Regions from separate parts of the Zea mays genome. Here region 1 is linked to region 2. A link is a contact called in public Hi-C data. All regions are on one chromosome and are shown on one strand. The core of a region is the stretch at or near the end of the contact, and the rest is flanking DNA. Distances in the headings are between cores, read along the strand shown. Region 1 holds the start of LOC100279325 (meiotic recombination protein SPO11). Region 2 holds the start of LOC542032 (m15 protein).

Region 1 (6,871 bases), core at 92-2,591, 140 kb before region 2:
CATATCGTGCTCCAGGTCATTCCCAAGAAGGAAAACATTGGGTCTGGCATGCAGATTGCTCATTTGGAATTCAGGTAATACGGCACTCTCATCTTGGTCTTTCGATAGCTGTTCTTGAACTGAAAGGATGATTTGACAAATAAGTGAACTACTAAATTGTACATCTAGTTTCTATTAACTCAGCACAACTCCAACATTTGTCTCTTGTAAATAACTTTCGCAGTGCTCCTAATTGTGTTAGTTATAATCCACGAAAAGGATTGTATGTTGACAAGGAACAGATAAGACCTAATGCTAGCAAATTCACTTCTGAACATCTTAACTCCTAAAAAAAATTCGACCTTCTCACGTAGGTCAAGAAAACCCTGAACCCCTGTCACATCCATACAAAGTGATATTATAGCCCATGTGAGAACGACCGGGACCGGTCCTTAGACCTCTGCTTACTCAGCTTAAAATTCGCTCCCACGAGGAGTCGAATCTATCCTGGTCACTGCACCAGCCAAGATGCAGTGATACATGTCACTTCAGGCATGTAGTTACACTTTGCAGTTTGAAACAATGGAAATGATCCCTGTGTAAAATTGGCGCTATCCCTGCCATTCTATATACACTGCAATGTGGCGAATGCGAGTATTGGTGGTGATGGGAGCTGTGTAACTGATTGACTCAATGTGCAGGATTGTCCATCCAGCTCCAGGCGTTCCAGAGGCCCTGATACAGGAGATGTTCCAGCACAACCCAGGGGTGTCCAGGGAGGGTCTCGGCCTGTACATAAGCCAGAAGCTGGTGAAAACGATGAGCGGCACGTTGCAGTACCTACGAGAAGCCGACACCTCTTCGTTCATCATCCTGATAGAGTTCCCGGTCGCCCAGCTCAGCAGCAAGCGGTCCAAGCCTTCGCCAAGTAAATTCTGACACTGATGCTCCTGGAACTGCAGTGACGGTTCGGCCGTGTCAAATTCTCGGGTGTAGGGTGTACCTCTGGCCAAGTGACTGATATTCTGAAAAACATACGGACTTCTAGTATAGGAGAAGAGGAATCCTAATCCTAGTAATTATATCTTAGTAGATATGTGCTTAGTCTCTTGTTAATTTTTTGTCTTGAGAGGACTATATATACTGATAAAGTGATAATTTATTCAGAGAATAAAGAATGGGCTCCATGCTTTGTCTATGTATTCTCTTCTTGAGGGCAATTTACGCCTCTTGAGAAGGGTGGCTTCGTTGTTGGGCTCTTGAAGGCCCACGCAGTCCAACGGAGCCCACTAAGCCTAATTCTGTTTCTTCGCGATCGATTAGCTGATTAGCTCCATGGCGGCTTCGAAAAAATCAAAATAAAAAACTAGCGCCATGGCGGGGAGGGATAAGAGGCGACGAGCGGCGCCGCTCGAAGGCGACGAGCAGCAGTTGCGGCGGAGGCTGGAGGAAGCGGCGCTCCTCCTCCGCAGGATCAAAGGTTTTGTTACTCATCTCCTCGATCGCCTGCCCTTAAATCTTCCCTCTCTCCTGTAGCGTCTGGAGCTGACGCGCGGTTGGGGATGGTGCAGGGCTTGTGCGCTGGATCGTCGAAGAGGTTGCCGCCGGCCGCTCCCCGTCTATAGTGCTCCACCGGTACCGGAACTATTGCTCCTCCGCCGACTCTGCGTCCCCGTCCCCATGGTTTAGCTTCCGCGCCCGCTCCCGGGATCATCTCCTTCCCGACCAATTCACCGTCACATCCCTCGAACAATTTTCACCCAAATGTGTGACATCCGTAGACCCTGGGCGCGCGCTCGTGCGTGATTGCAGTGCCTGCAGCTACGACATCCCCGTCGGCACGGACGTCCTCTCTCTGCTCCACAAGGACTACCACACCTCCCGCCTCAGTACGAATACATCTAAATCTTTGCATTTATGTGATCACACTAATTACTTTCTGATGCGTTGTTCATGCGTAGATGTGCTCCTGAGGGTGCTGTTCGTGGTGCAGCAGCTCCTGCAGCAGAACAAGCACTGCTCCAAGAGGGACATCTACTACATGTACCCCTCCATCTTCGTAGGTCTGTGCTCAGTAGGTGCAATGTTTGCTCCTCATTCCATTATACGGGATTACTAGAATTTGCACATATCTTGGCTCCCTGCAGAAGTAGCAGTTGTTGACCGTGCCATCAACGATATCTGCATACTCTTCAAGTGCAGCCGGCACAATCTCAACGTGGTAGGTCCATAGGTGCCACTAGTCTGCTGTCTTCCCTGAAGCTTCCATTGTGTATTGTAGAAAGGACTTGTGCCATCAACGATATTTGCTCCTTCACTAATATGCAGCACCATGACTATTACATACTGTCTTAATTTCATAACCTTTTATCTGACTGAATACTGTGCTCCCTTGGCTCTCTGCAGGTTCCTGTAGTGAAAGGGTATGAACTGTCATAGAGTTGAAGCTCTGAAGATATGTCCGTTTGTTATTCTTCTATTATTTTACAACGCTTCATTTTTTTATAACTTAAATAAACCCGTTTTTTTTTGTTCCTTAATCATCCTGTGTGCTTCTCACCATTATATAAAGAAAGATGATTTGGATGTGTTTGATGAGCTAGTGGGGTTGGGAACCTGGGATACCGTTCTTTCAATGTAGTCTTAGCCGTATAGGTTTATGCATATGAAGAGGAGGAAGAAATGATGCCATGATGGATCTGTTGTTCTTCCCAGTGTCAGTTCACAACTTTGAGATATATTTTTTTTGATACAGAACATGTCTGAATTCATGAAGAGTTCTCTTTGGTTTATCTGAATAAAAAATCAATATAGCATAAGTGTTAACTAAATTCACTATAGGAATTTGGAAATTCTATATGATTTCCGTATTACACTTGCTGTTACTTGCATTGTTTTTGCTAGGTTTGCGATGTTATATTCATAGAACTATTTGTTATTTATTCAGTTGTTTAATTGTGTGCACATGTCTATTCCCTTCATTATCCTAGTTTGGTGATGGGCTGGATAAGATTTATGGAGGGCGAAAAGAAAGTGTATTGTATAACAAGCGTCAATGCTGTAAGCTTTTATGTTCTCTGCCCCCTAATTTTGCTAACTGGTCTATTGATAAGATTTCATTTAATTTGTTTGCTTTACCTTCTGTATATTCAGGCTTTCTCCATTCCTGTTGACATTGAGGCAATCAAAGGTTTTTCCATCAACTTTAGGAACACAACCCCTTTGTGCTTTTGTGAAATGTGTAGAAGGGAGGGGGTAGTGAAAAATCAACTCTTTCCTTGATGTTTTGAAGCACACTGGGCAAAAAGTCACTGATCATTTTTTGCTCTTAAATGGTACCATAGATCTTCAATTTTTTGTTTCTTTTTTTAAAAGAAATTCATAATCTTACATTCTGAATTAAATAACTACTCCCCCTCTTCCAAGTTATAGTTTACTACTTCACTCTAGCTTTGTCCCAAATCAAACCTCTCTAACTTCACTTTAGTTATATGTTTTGATAAGAGAAGATATCCGGTGCACATGAAAGATTGGTGCACATGGTGCACATATTAAATCATCACCACTCAATTTAGATCTAACGTCTCTAGTTGTTTGGTATATTTTGCTAAGGACACCCTCCAACGTGGTGGTGTGTAGTGATGGAAGGTATTATTTGTAAATTGAATGATCAACTAAAGACGTTAGATATAAAATAAGTGGTGGTGATTTAATATGTGCACCATATGCACCAGATATGTCCTCTTTTGATAATGCATTTATTGAACTTCTAGGTGATAATATATTGTTCTAAAACTTGATCAAAGTTAGAGAAGTTTGACTTAGGACAATGCTAAAGTGAAGAATTATTTGAAACATCGGGAGTACCTTTTATCTTTTCCAGTCAAATTTTGTAATTGAGATATTATATGGTTGTTTAACAACTCGGATTTAGACGTGCCTACACCAGTACACCTCTATAGCAAAGCTTTTGATTTCCTCCCTTGATACCCTGAATTGCATTATAGTGAGCTGAAGTTGTCTTATTCTTTCTTCTCTTGCAGATGTTGTTAGTGTTGCCCACTACATACTTGTGGTTGAGAAGGAGACAGGTCTTTTTTTTTTTGCATTTAATAATTTCCGCTCTTTGTACAATATGCTTCAGTAGTCCCTTTGCAGTGTTCCAGCGTTTGGCCAATGACAAGTTCTGTGAAAGAAATCGCTGCATTGTTATTACAGTAAGTAACAACTCTCACCCGATGTTATCAATTTTCATAATTTTTTCTCTAGTTTCATGATATTGCATTGTCAACCCAGGGAAGAGGCTATCCAGATATTCCAACAAGAAGGCATGTGCTCTTTATTCATTAAGTTCCTCTTGCATATTTCTCAACCGCTATCCCAATTTTACATTCTTTTTCCATCCTAGATTCCTGCGGTACCTTGTTGAACTGCTGCATCTGCCTGCTTATTGCTTAGTGGACTCAGATCCTTATGGTTTCGACATTCTGGCTACCTATAAATTTGGTTCCTTGGTAGGCATGATTTATCTGATGCTGCTATGCTCATCTATATCTATTGTCTATGAACTTAACTTCCTTAGCAGATTCACAGGTTAAAATTGCAGGTAACGAATCCATGGACATGATCATATACTGCACCTTTCGTCCTAAATCAACAGCTTGTCTGGCCTCTTTGCATTTGAAAGTTCTATTACTTTATGAAGTCCCGTTAGCAATAAGGCTGTGTATTAGAGCAGTTCATTTTTCCCCTCAAAATAAACATGATTATGCTCGTTTTGCTCATCTTATCACAAGCATGACCAAAATATTTCTTTTTGCTCTTTGAAACCCAAGATTATGACATATTTACTTGTGTTAACTTACCAACCTCTGCTACTTGCGTAATTTCATTCTTCAAGCAATTGGCACATGATGCAAACTTGTTGCGTGTCCCTGATATACGGTGGCTTGGAGTTTTCACATCTGATTTTGAAGAATATTGCCTTCCAGACTGCTGCCTACTTCGTTTGTCACCTGAAGGTGAATAAACTGTAGTGATTCAAGTGGCATACATACTTTTTTTTGGAAGATGTTCCTTAGTTTCTTGTTGTATGTCAAATGCCAACCTGTGAAATCATGTGTTCTGCTGCGCAGATAGGAGGAAAGCTGAAGGCATTCTTGCTAGGTGCTATTTACACAGGGAAGCCCCAGAATGGAGGTAATGAAGTAATGAACCAGCTTTGGAGTTTTACTAGGTGTATTACAATTATATCCTCCATGATATCATTGTGATCTCCAGGTCAAGATCGAGGTCTATTAGTGCATGGAGTTTTACTAGAGCTTTCGTGGAATCTGATTTGTACAGTCATCATTCTTATGATTTAGTTGCTGGAGTTTGAGTTTCTTCAGCACCAGATCTTTAGCTTCAATGACTGTATAGCTTCCTGTTTTTACCAGTAAAGGCACAATAGTTTGAAGCACTTTATATTTTAAGATATTAAACGCATCATTTCCTATCAAGAATTCTGAGTTATTTTTTACATTTTCTCCCTGAATTTCACATGTATTCTCTAATTTGACAGGTCAGAGTTGGAAGCAATGCTGCAAAAGGGTGTCAAGTTTGAGATTGAGGCACTATCCGCAAATTCCATTTCCTTTTTATCGCATGAGTACATTCCCCAGAAAATCAAACAAGGCATGCATTTATAAGATTGGACATTCTTGTATCCGTCCAGGATGTGTCATAGAGTACAATCTTTTTTTGTCTGATTATAGTTATATCCGGAGACATATCATGTGCAAACACTAAGGATCTGTTTCAGAACATAACATAATATTTCCTTAATCCTAAGATAATATCGTGGTATTTGAGCATAACATGTTATTTTAGACTAAAAGATATTTGGGAGCATATCTAAAAACTATGTATTTTAAACCATGGTTTTACTAATACTTTTTGTTTGTACATAACTACGTCTTCTCTTCTACACTATAACTGAAATACTGTGTTTCTAAACGAATGTTGGATTAGACTGATATAAAATATACCATATGTATGTCATGATATACAATAAACTGTAGTATTATAAACTGTGGTTTTAAGAAACAGAGTTTCCAAATAGGCCCCAAGGATGTGTTTGGTTTGATTATAGTTATATCTCGAGACATATCATGGATGTGTTTGGTTTGAGGACATTCCTCACTTTTTTTATTTGATTTGTGGATTAGAATGAGGGCATGTTTGGTTCTATGAGGCTAAACTTTAGTCTCTCTTTTTTAGTCCTTAAATTACAAAAAAAAAGGACCAAAGAAGAGAGGAAATCTGATGTATTACCTTTTAGTCCCCAATATTTAGTAATTTGAGGAGTAAAATGAACAACCATCAAGTTGATCTATCACCATCTCATCCTCACAAGCAACGTGCCACCGTGAAACTCATCTGATTATTATATATTTATATGTCACAGCTGCTTCCAACTACTGCTCTCGCCCATTCCTGGAGCAGGCGGCTTGAACGGATGTAAAGTTTTTGTTGGTACTTAATTGATAGTGCAGTACGATGGTTCAGGATGGCGTAAAACTAAAACAGGTAATGGTAGTAGTAAGTAGCGTTATGATCCCCTTAGTTATTTTGTTTCAGCCTGCAGTTATTTTATATATGACCTAGTTAGTTTAAAACTGAACTGATTAGGTGCATCATATATAAAAGAAAAGAGAAGCATATATATATATATATATGGCTCACTTTTGTGGTATCAGAAAGCAACACTGTTTGTCAGCATAAAAGATAACAAAAGTAGCGTTATTTTCCCGCCAGAGCACGCCAAGAGTCTTCCTATCAAGCCTAGGACACATCACTACCTAGAGGTGCTAGCATAGCAAACACTCTCCTCTATCTAATACATATATAA
Region 2 (7,179 bases), core at 3,581-6,080:
TTGTACTCCACCATGTCGTGTGGGTGGGGTTAGCTTTTCGGGTGTCCTATGATTGGCATCACATTTGCCTACTTTTTTGACGTCAAAATTATTTTTGTCTTAATTAAAAGACAGCTCCTACCATTGTTAAAAAAATCCCATTTATGCCAAAATTCACTCATTTTCAATCATATCACACGACACGTGCTTGCATGCCCCCTACATCGAGCATTATTAATTCTAACTCAATTAGACCACAGTCGTCAGAGCAGAAAACACGTAAAAAACATCTGAGTTGACACCATGTGCCATTGGAATTAATTTTTTTAAATTATGTAATGACATCCTTATTTATTACATATATGGAAGATCTACATATTGCTAATCGTCCAAGTTTGATTGATCACTGGTACAAAGTGGTCCAGAAAGATAAGAGAAGCTAGGAGACCGGGGAGGATACAATTATTTTTATGTACGATAGGGCAGGTGTTTACTGTCATGCATAAATCTTGATATCGGTCAGTATATTATTCAAGAAATAAACATATCAGTCCAATTAGACGCATGTTTACTAAGACCGAATATTTTTTTTTACTACTTCCTCGGTTCCAAAATAGATGTCTTTATAGGTTCAGATATAGGAGCGGATCGGAGGGGTGCAAAAGAAGTGGCAGGAACATAATTAAAGATAGGAATATGAAAAAGAGAAAGATGCATTGAAAAATAAAAAAATTACGTATTTTGGAACAAAATTTAATTATATGAGGTTATCTATTTTAGAATGGAGGGAGTACTACACAGACAGCTGGGAAGGCTACGTTCATCGAGTCTATGGGCCATAGAGATGATATGATATAGTGGTGGAACAAGGAAAGATGATATAAAAGAAGGAAACTAGAAGTCCACTACAGCTTATGCAAGTATAATGAGTGGTTTTGTTCAGTGGCGGACGCAGGACCAAAATTCAGGGGGGGCCAAAAAGATCATATGAGAGTCATAATTTTCTAGTTCGCCAAGTCCGCCGACTGCAGGGGACAAGTCATATCGTTGCGACGAGCGAGATCTAGCTTGTCGAGCGGATGGACGTCACGATAAAAACAGGACAAAGGACGGAGGCGTCAGAAAGGGGCGAAGTCGGGTGGCGTCACATCGGGAATGGGTCGGCGGCGGAAACGAGGCAGTGAGCAAACTGGTTTAGGTGCTGTCGGGAAGATTAGAGTCACACTGGTAGATGCAAGGACTTGATCGAGAGGATCCGGCGAGCAGGCTTATAACATGGTTGTTTTAGGCCATGCTCTAAACCTTTAGAGCTAATTGTTAACTGATTTTAGCTGGGTTGGGGCATCTAACAACTAATACTTATTTGAGGGGTATAACTAACAATTAGTTGATCCATTCTAAACCTCTTGGGTAATTTTAGCAACTAGCTATTAGTTTTAGAGATTTAGAACAAGACTTTATACTATCTAAAACTTCGATTTTTTTCTACACTTAATACTAAATAATCATTAGGCATAAAGGCATGTATAAAATTGAGGGGGGGCCATGGCCTACTTTGCCCCCCCCCCCCCCCTTTGGATCCGCCACTGGTTTTGTTGATGTATTCAGAAAGAAAATACTATTAGAGCTCTCCACGTACGTGGTGTCTAGTGATTCACGTGGTGATTAATATAGTTGTTTTGTGAAGTACTTATGCTAGCTAGTTAAACCATGCTTGCTCTAGTTTTAGCTTTAACGTTAGTGAGGTTTGCATACCTCGTGCTATTAGATACTTCAGCGTATCATGATTGTACACCAAAGGATTTGTAGTCTTGTAATACCACAACAACTGTGTGTTTGTTTATGGTGTGACAACTACCATGTACTCCCTCCGTCCTCGTGACTTAGGCGTTTTAGCCCATTTTATTTGTCCATGCACTTTGACGCCACTCAGCCCATCTCTCCTGTCCGCACCGTACAACATTCCATCCTTACCCTTTCCTTCACTTCACACCGCCGCCTCATCTTCCCCACTGCTGCCTCCCCTTCCCTGCTGTTTGTTCCCGTTTACACTGTACGCACTATCGTGGCCGGCGTGAATCGAGGAGCCAAGCCGTTGCAAAGCGGGCCATCTTCGTGGTGCTGCTTGGGTCAAGGCGCCGAGTAATAATGAGCTTTTATTGTAATTTATGCTTAATCAAGATGAAGCAGGGTTACATGTGTCATTTTACTTCTGCCTTAACCCGTCTTAAAAAAATCAGAACGCCCTAGTCATGCGGACGGAGGGAGTACCCGAGTAAATGAGGCACATGACGATTTAGCTAAAAGCTCGATAATAAAGACGACAATGAGCGAGAGGTCATCTTGTAGACCCACTTGCACGTGAGGAAGACTCGGAGGATACACAAGGAGTTCTCCAGCGAGGATACACATGGAGTGCTCCAGCCAGAAGTTTGGAGAGCATTCTTACGAGAGGCTCCAAGGAGTATTAGGCTAATCACAATGAGGATTTCATATCCCTATTTCCAAAAATGCCACGTCAATTTTATAGATGAACGAAACACCTTCTCTCAATAGAGAGTTTCATCTCACTATTTTATATGTCAACATACTTCTTAAATGCTGCATATAAATAACCAATAAAATTTACTCAATTATATGAAGATGAAACAAAACACTCTCAGTGGAGGTTTCACACAGTTTCCAAGACCTTGGAAACGAGTTAACATGGTTTCATCCCATGAAACTCCATGAAACTCTTCCTTCTTAAATGATGTTCCTTCTTAAATGATGTGACATGTCATCCAAATAGCTGATGTGGCAGGCTAATTAATACATGAAACCTTCATTGTGATTAGCCTTAGGGGGACATATGAGCTTTTCGGTACCTCATTAAAAATATCAGCATCTTCAAACAAGAGTTTATATCTATATTGTTTTTTAACTTCCACGTTGAGTACCTTGCTTTATATTTCTAGCTTAGTTTGATAGGCTAGTGATAGGATTGAATACAGATTGCACGTATAACTCTTTCGTGATAAAGATAGCAATAGCAATACACTTAGCAAGTTGTATATTTAGATGGATTATTTATTGTATAAGTTTTGACTAAGTAAAAATTAGAGGATATAATTAATAGTTTTTATGTTGCCTAATTCAAACTTCATTTTAGACGTCGCGGTGTCTTTAGTAAAAACAAAAGAAGAAGAAAGGATGGATCGGCATACCGTGTGTCTATATGTTATTCATTCAACAAAATCATAGCAACCAAAGCAGTGATATGTACGGCGAAGTCTACGCACAAACTTATGTGCAGCATGGGGCTTGCGATATAAGCATGCCCTACCGGAGTTCAGGTTCAGCATCGTCAATCGTCGGTCAAGAGTAAAGACAAGCTAGCATAGTTGCTTGTGGCAGTGGACAAAGACTCCATATATGATATATCTATACCATGTGGTGCGGCCACAGGTACTCGGAAAGGGGGCATAAGAAAAAAAATGGAAGGACGAAGAAATACTCACGCAAATTACTCCCTCCGTCTCAGGATATAAGGCGTAACCACTTTTTATTCTTGTCCCACAATATAATGCGTGCTCTCTCTATGCATACGTATATCGATGCAGTGGTATAGAGACAATTAAATGTATTTCTTGGTCTTTGAACCAGAGGTGGTTACGCCTTATATACTAGGACGGAGGGAGTACTGCGGAAGTGGGAATAAATAATTAATGATGCTGCCAGTCTTGAATGAGAAAAATCCAAAAGATAATACTCTCCATGTAATCCCCAGTCGTTCCCGCACGACAAAGATATAATACTAACTATGTTCTCAAATATTTGTTCGTCTGTTTAAATTAAACGACGACAAATAAAAAACGGATGAGGTATTATATATAAAATAAGTACGCATACTGATTAATTGTGCTTGAGTGCGAGATTGGTATCACCGTTCCGTGGTAGGAGTCAACCCAGTCAAGCAATTAGGACATGCAGCTAGCATGGCAGTAAAGATTTTCCCCAAACATAGCAGTACCAACGCCATCCCAGCGAAAGCGAAACATAAAATCACCTATCTAGCTAGACTGTATAGCCGTTCGTCGTTTGTCTATCCAATAACCCAAAGCCCAAAAACTATCAACAAATTCGAACAGACAATTACGGAGCACCGTAATCCATAGCTTCAAACAGCTTCGAAATTAAATGGTGCAGCATGCAGCGGAACCGTGCCGAAACGTAAGCAGCGGAGCCGAGAGGGTACGTACCATGAATCGGTGGAATACTCGTAGAGCTTCCCTTTGGTGGAGAAGATGATGAGCGCGACCTCGGCGTCGCAGAGCACGGAGATCTCGTGCGCCTTCTTGAGCAGCCCCGAGCGGCGCTTGGAGAAGGTCACCTGGCGGTTGATCTTGTTCTCGATCCGCTTCAGCTGCACCTTCCCGCGCCCCATCGCCGCCGCCGCCGCCTGCTCCCCCTCTTGATCTCAACCGAAATCCTGGCTAGCTCCCTCTCCGCTAGGACAACCTTATCCTCTAAGAACAGGCGCCGCCGCCGCCGATGACGACGACGACAGCAGCTATAGAACTAGCTAGCTACCTTCCTTGTTCCTTACGAGAGGCTTGATTGACGGGATAGGTAAGCCTAAGGCTGGATAGTTGTAGACGGTAGGCGCTGGCGCTATGGCGCCGGCGAGAGCATAACGTCACAGCTAGCTGCGGCGGCGGAGAGAGAGGACTCAAAGGAGAAGGTGAGGTGATAAGGGGACCGGCCGGGAGGTGCGGATTTAAAGCGAGTGATGCGCGTTGCCCCGACTTGATCGGAGGGGAGGGGAGGAGGGAGCACTGGAGCAGTGAGGGGGTATCGCGAAACCGGGATGGGTTCCGAGGCTGCCGTTGTCGAACTCCCATTAGCCGATGCCCCGCGGCCGGACCCGTCGGGCCCCACCGCATCTCCCATCACAAGGCCCCACTGCCTGGGCCAGCGTCCTTCCTCGTACGGTCGAAACCGGATCCATTCCAATCTCGCAGCTAGTCGCAGCTAGCCTCTGGCACGAAGTGAAGTTTAAGAGTATATTTGATTTCTAGGTATTAATTTTTAATCTCTCTATTTTATTATAGTATAAAATTGTCAAATATAAAATCTAAAACTTAATTTCAGTTTTTGTATTTGTCAATTTAGGGACTGAATAAGAATAAAATTGAGGGACTAAGTCTTTAGAAACCAAATACTCTCTAATTAATACTTCTTCTGTCCCAAAATATAGTTCTATTGCTCTTTTTCTATCTACATTCGAATAGAAGATAATGAATGTAGATATACATACAAAATACATTCATAAGTTAATTAATAAATATGTAATTAGCGTTAAAATGAATTATATTTTAGTATAGATAGAGTAATATGTAGTCTATAGTTGGTTTGTGATGTTGTCATGTCACGTATAGACAATCATTTGTATAATAACTCTTCGAGGATACCGGTTGTATATTTAATATTTGGTCAACCCCTCTCTCTCTCTAACAGGGAGTCTTTGGAGTCCGTGTCCAACCCACTCTCAGTTGGCTACTAGCGAGCAACCCAATTTTTTTCTCCACTTCTCTTTGTTCCACATTTTTAAATCTGACGTGGCGTCTCATGTAGTCCATCTACATCACCTTATTACACTTGCTATCATAACCAAAAGATGTTGGCAAGGGCAGCCACTATTTTTCCCTTCACTATCTATCTATGTTGTCCTAGTCATTCCTGGAGTAGAGTAGTGTATTTTAAAAAAAATCTCACTGAAATCGTTGTTGTCACTTGCTTTATCGAATTCGTTTGTGGAACCGATTTTTGGCGGCGTTTGGTTCCCAAGAGATCTTGAGAATCTGGATATTGCATAAAATCCAATGGAAAATTCATTATCAGGTTATATTTTTTTGATACTGGAAACAATAGTTCCGGTTTTAGCAAGATAATGTGTACAACTGTTATATGTCAATTATTGCATCAATGGACTGTTGCTTGAATAATGAAACTAACTCAAACAAACAAAATAATGTGGCCATGGATAACACTAGCCATCCTCATTTTTTGCATTTGTGCGCCATCCATGATTCTCAAGGACTTCCATCGCCACCACTTCCAAAGCTCAACACACATTGGGGATTTATTGATGTGTTTCATCCTTCTATAGAAGCCTCTAGAATATGAAGCAGTGAGTACCTCTGACAACGACCTGCATAAATGATGGAATTGGTTTATGATTAAAAGCCATCTCATTTCGAGTGAGCCAAATAGACCAAAATAAGGCTGATATTCTAGTGAGTAATATTTTTTATACCAAACCACTATTACTTTTCCAAGACCCGATAATATGATTAATGCTAACGAGCATACCTATTTTTAATGTAAAGTATTTTTTCTCCATATGCTTTTGGCATTATATCAATAAAAAATAGGTGGTGTATACTCCCATTTTAGTTGCAAAAGCTACAAGTTATGCTAACTTGGCATCGCCTTCTTTCTAAATTATCTTTAGTGAGGATCGCTCCCCGACATAAATTCCATAAAAAACCTTTTATTTTCAAGGGGAGCTTAAGTTTCCAAATCATCTTATTTCGATTGTTGTTGGGATAATTCATCAAAAAATGCTACATAGATTGTTCTGAGAAAATCCATTCTTATGGTCGTCCCAAACAAATTTGTCCCTAGACGGATTCAAAATAGCTGTAGCTAGCAAGCTTAACATGTTGTGCCATTCCACTAATTTAATTCCCATAATTGTTCGAAAAAAGATAAATTAAGTTTCGTATCTGAAAAAATGTTTATAACCAAGGCCAATTTGTTACGGATTGTATTAAAAAGGTTCGTGAATTTCTCACTAAGAGGTAGACTGGTTAACCATTTATCGTTCCAGATTCTGATAGCTTGACCATCCCTCACTTGAAAGTGACCCCATCTAAGGAATTGATACTTAATATTTATTAGACCTGACCAGAAGTGTGAATCACCTAGTCTTCTAGATAATTGAGTAAGGATTTATCTTCTAGGTATTTATTTTTGAGTATCTGTTGCCACATCCTATCCTCATTGAGTAATTTGTAGAGCCATTTGTTGATTAAGAAAATATTTTTTACTGCCAGATTAGAGACACCTAAACCTCCTATCGATTTGGGTTGACAAACAATGTGCCACCTAGGCAGCCTATACTTCATTTTACAGCTTCCTCCCTGCAAAAAGAAT

The links. A called contact is a pair of places that touch in the nucleus more often than the background predicts.
Region 1: a contact with region 2 is called in a Hi-C map of tassel, with 3 times the contacts expected there. The contact joins the promoter of LOC100279325 here to the promoter of LOC542032 in region 2. A contact is called at or near these places in 16 of 25 Hi-C or Micro-C datasets (bundle sheath, leaf, leaf mesophyll and 4 more).

The regions. Positions count from the first base shown.
Region 1 is chr5:7,552,721-7,559,591 of Zm-B73-REFERENCE-NAM-5.0, reverse strand. LOC100279325 (meiotic recombination protein SPO11) reads left to right here and starts at 1,341. Exons shown (of 15, transcript NM_001360965.1): 1 at 1,341-1,459; 2 at 1,551-1,662; 3 at 1,792-1,868; 4 at 1,941-2,042; 5 at 2,127-2,200; 6 at 2,386-2,402; 7 at 2,970-3,039; 8 at 3,133-3,169; 9 at 4,023-4,070; 10 at 4,138-4,196; 11 at 4,276-4,307; 12 at 4,388-4,493; 13 at 4,880-5,000; 14 at 5,115-5,178; 1 more. The coding sequence starts at 1,354. The coding sequence ends at 5,669. It overlaps LOC100192976 (phytochromeC2), which reads left to right. Exons shown (of 4, transcript NM_001138150.1): 3 at 1-74; 4 at 681-918. The coding sequence ends at 918.
Region 2 is chr5:7,419,608-7,426,786 of Zm-B73-REFERENCE-NAM-5.0, reverse strand. LOC542032 (m15 protein) reads right to left here and starts at 4,830. Exons shown (of 8, transcript NM_001111677.2): 1 at 4,221-4,830. The coding sequence starts at 4,405.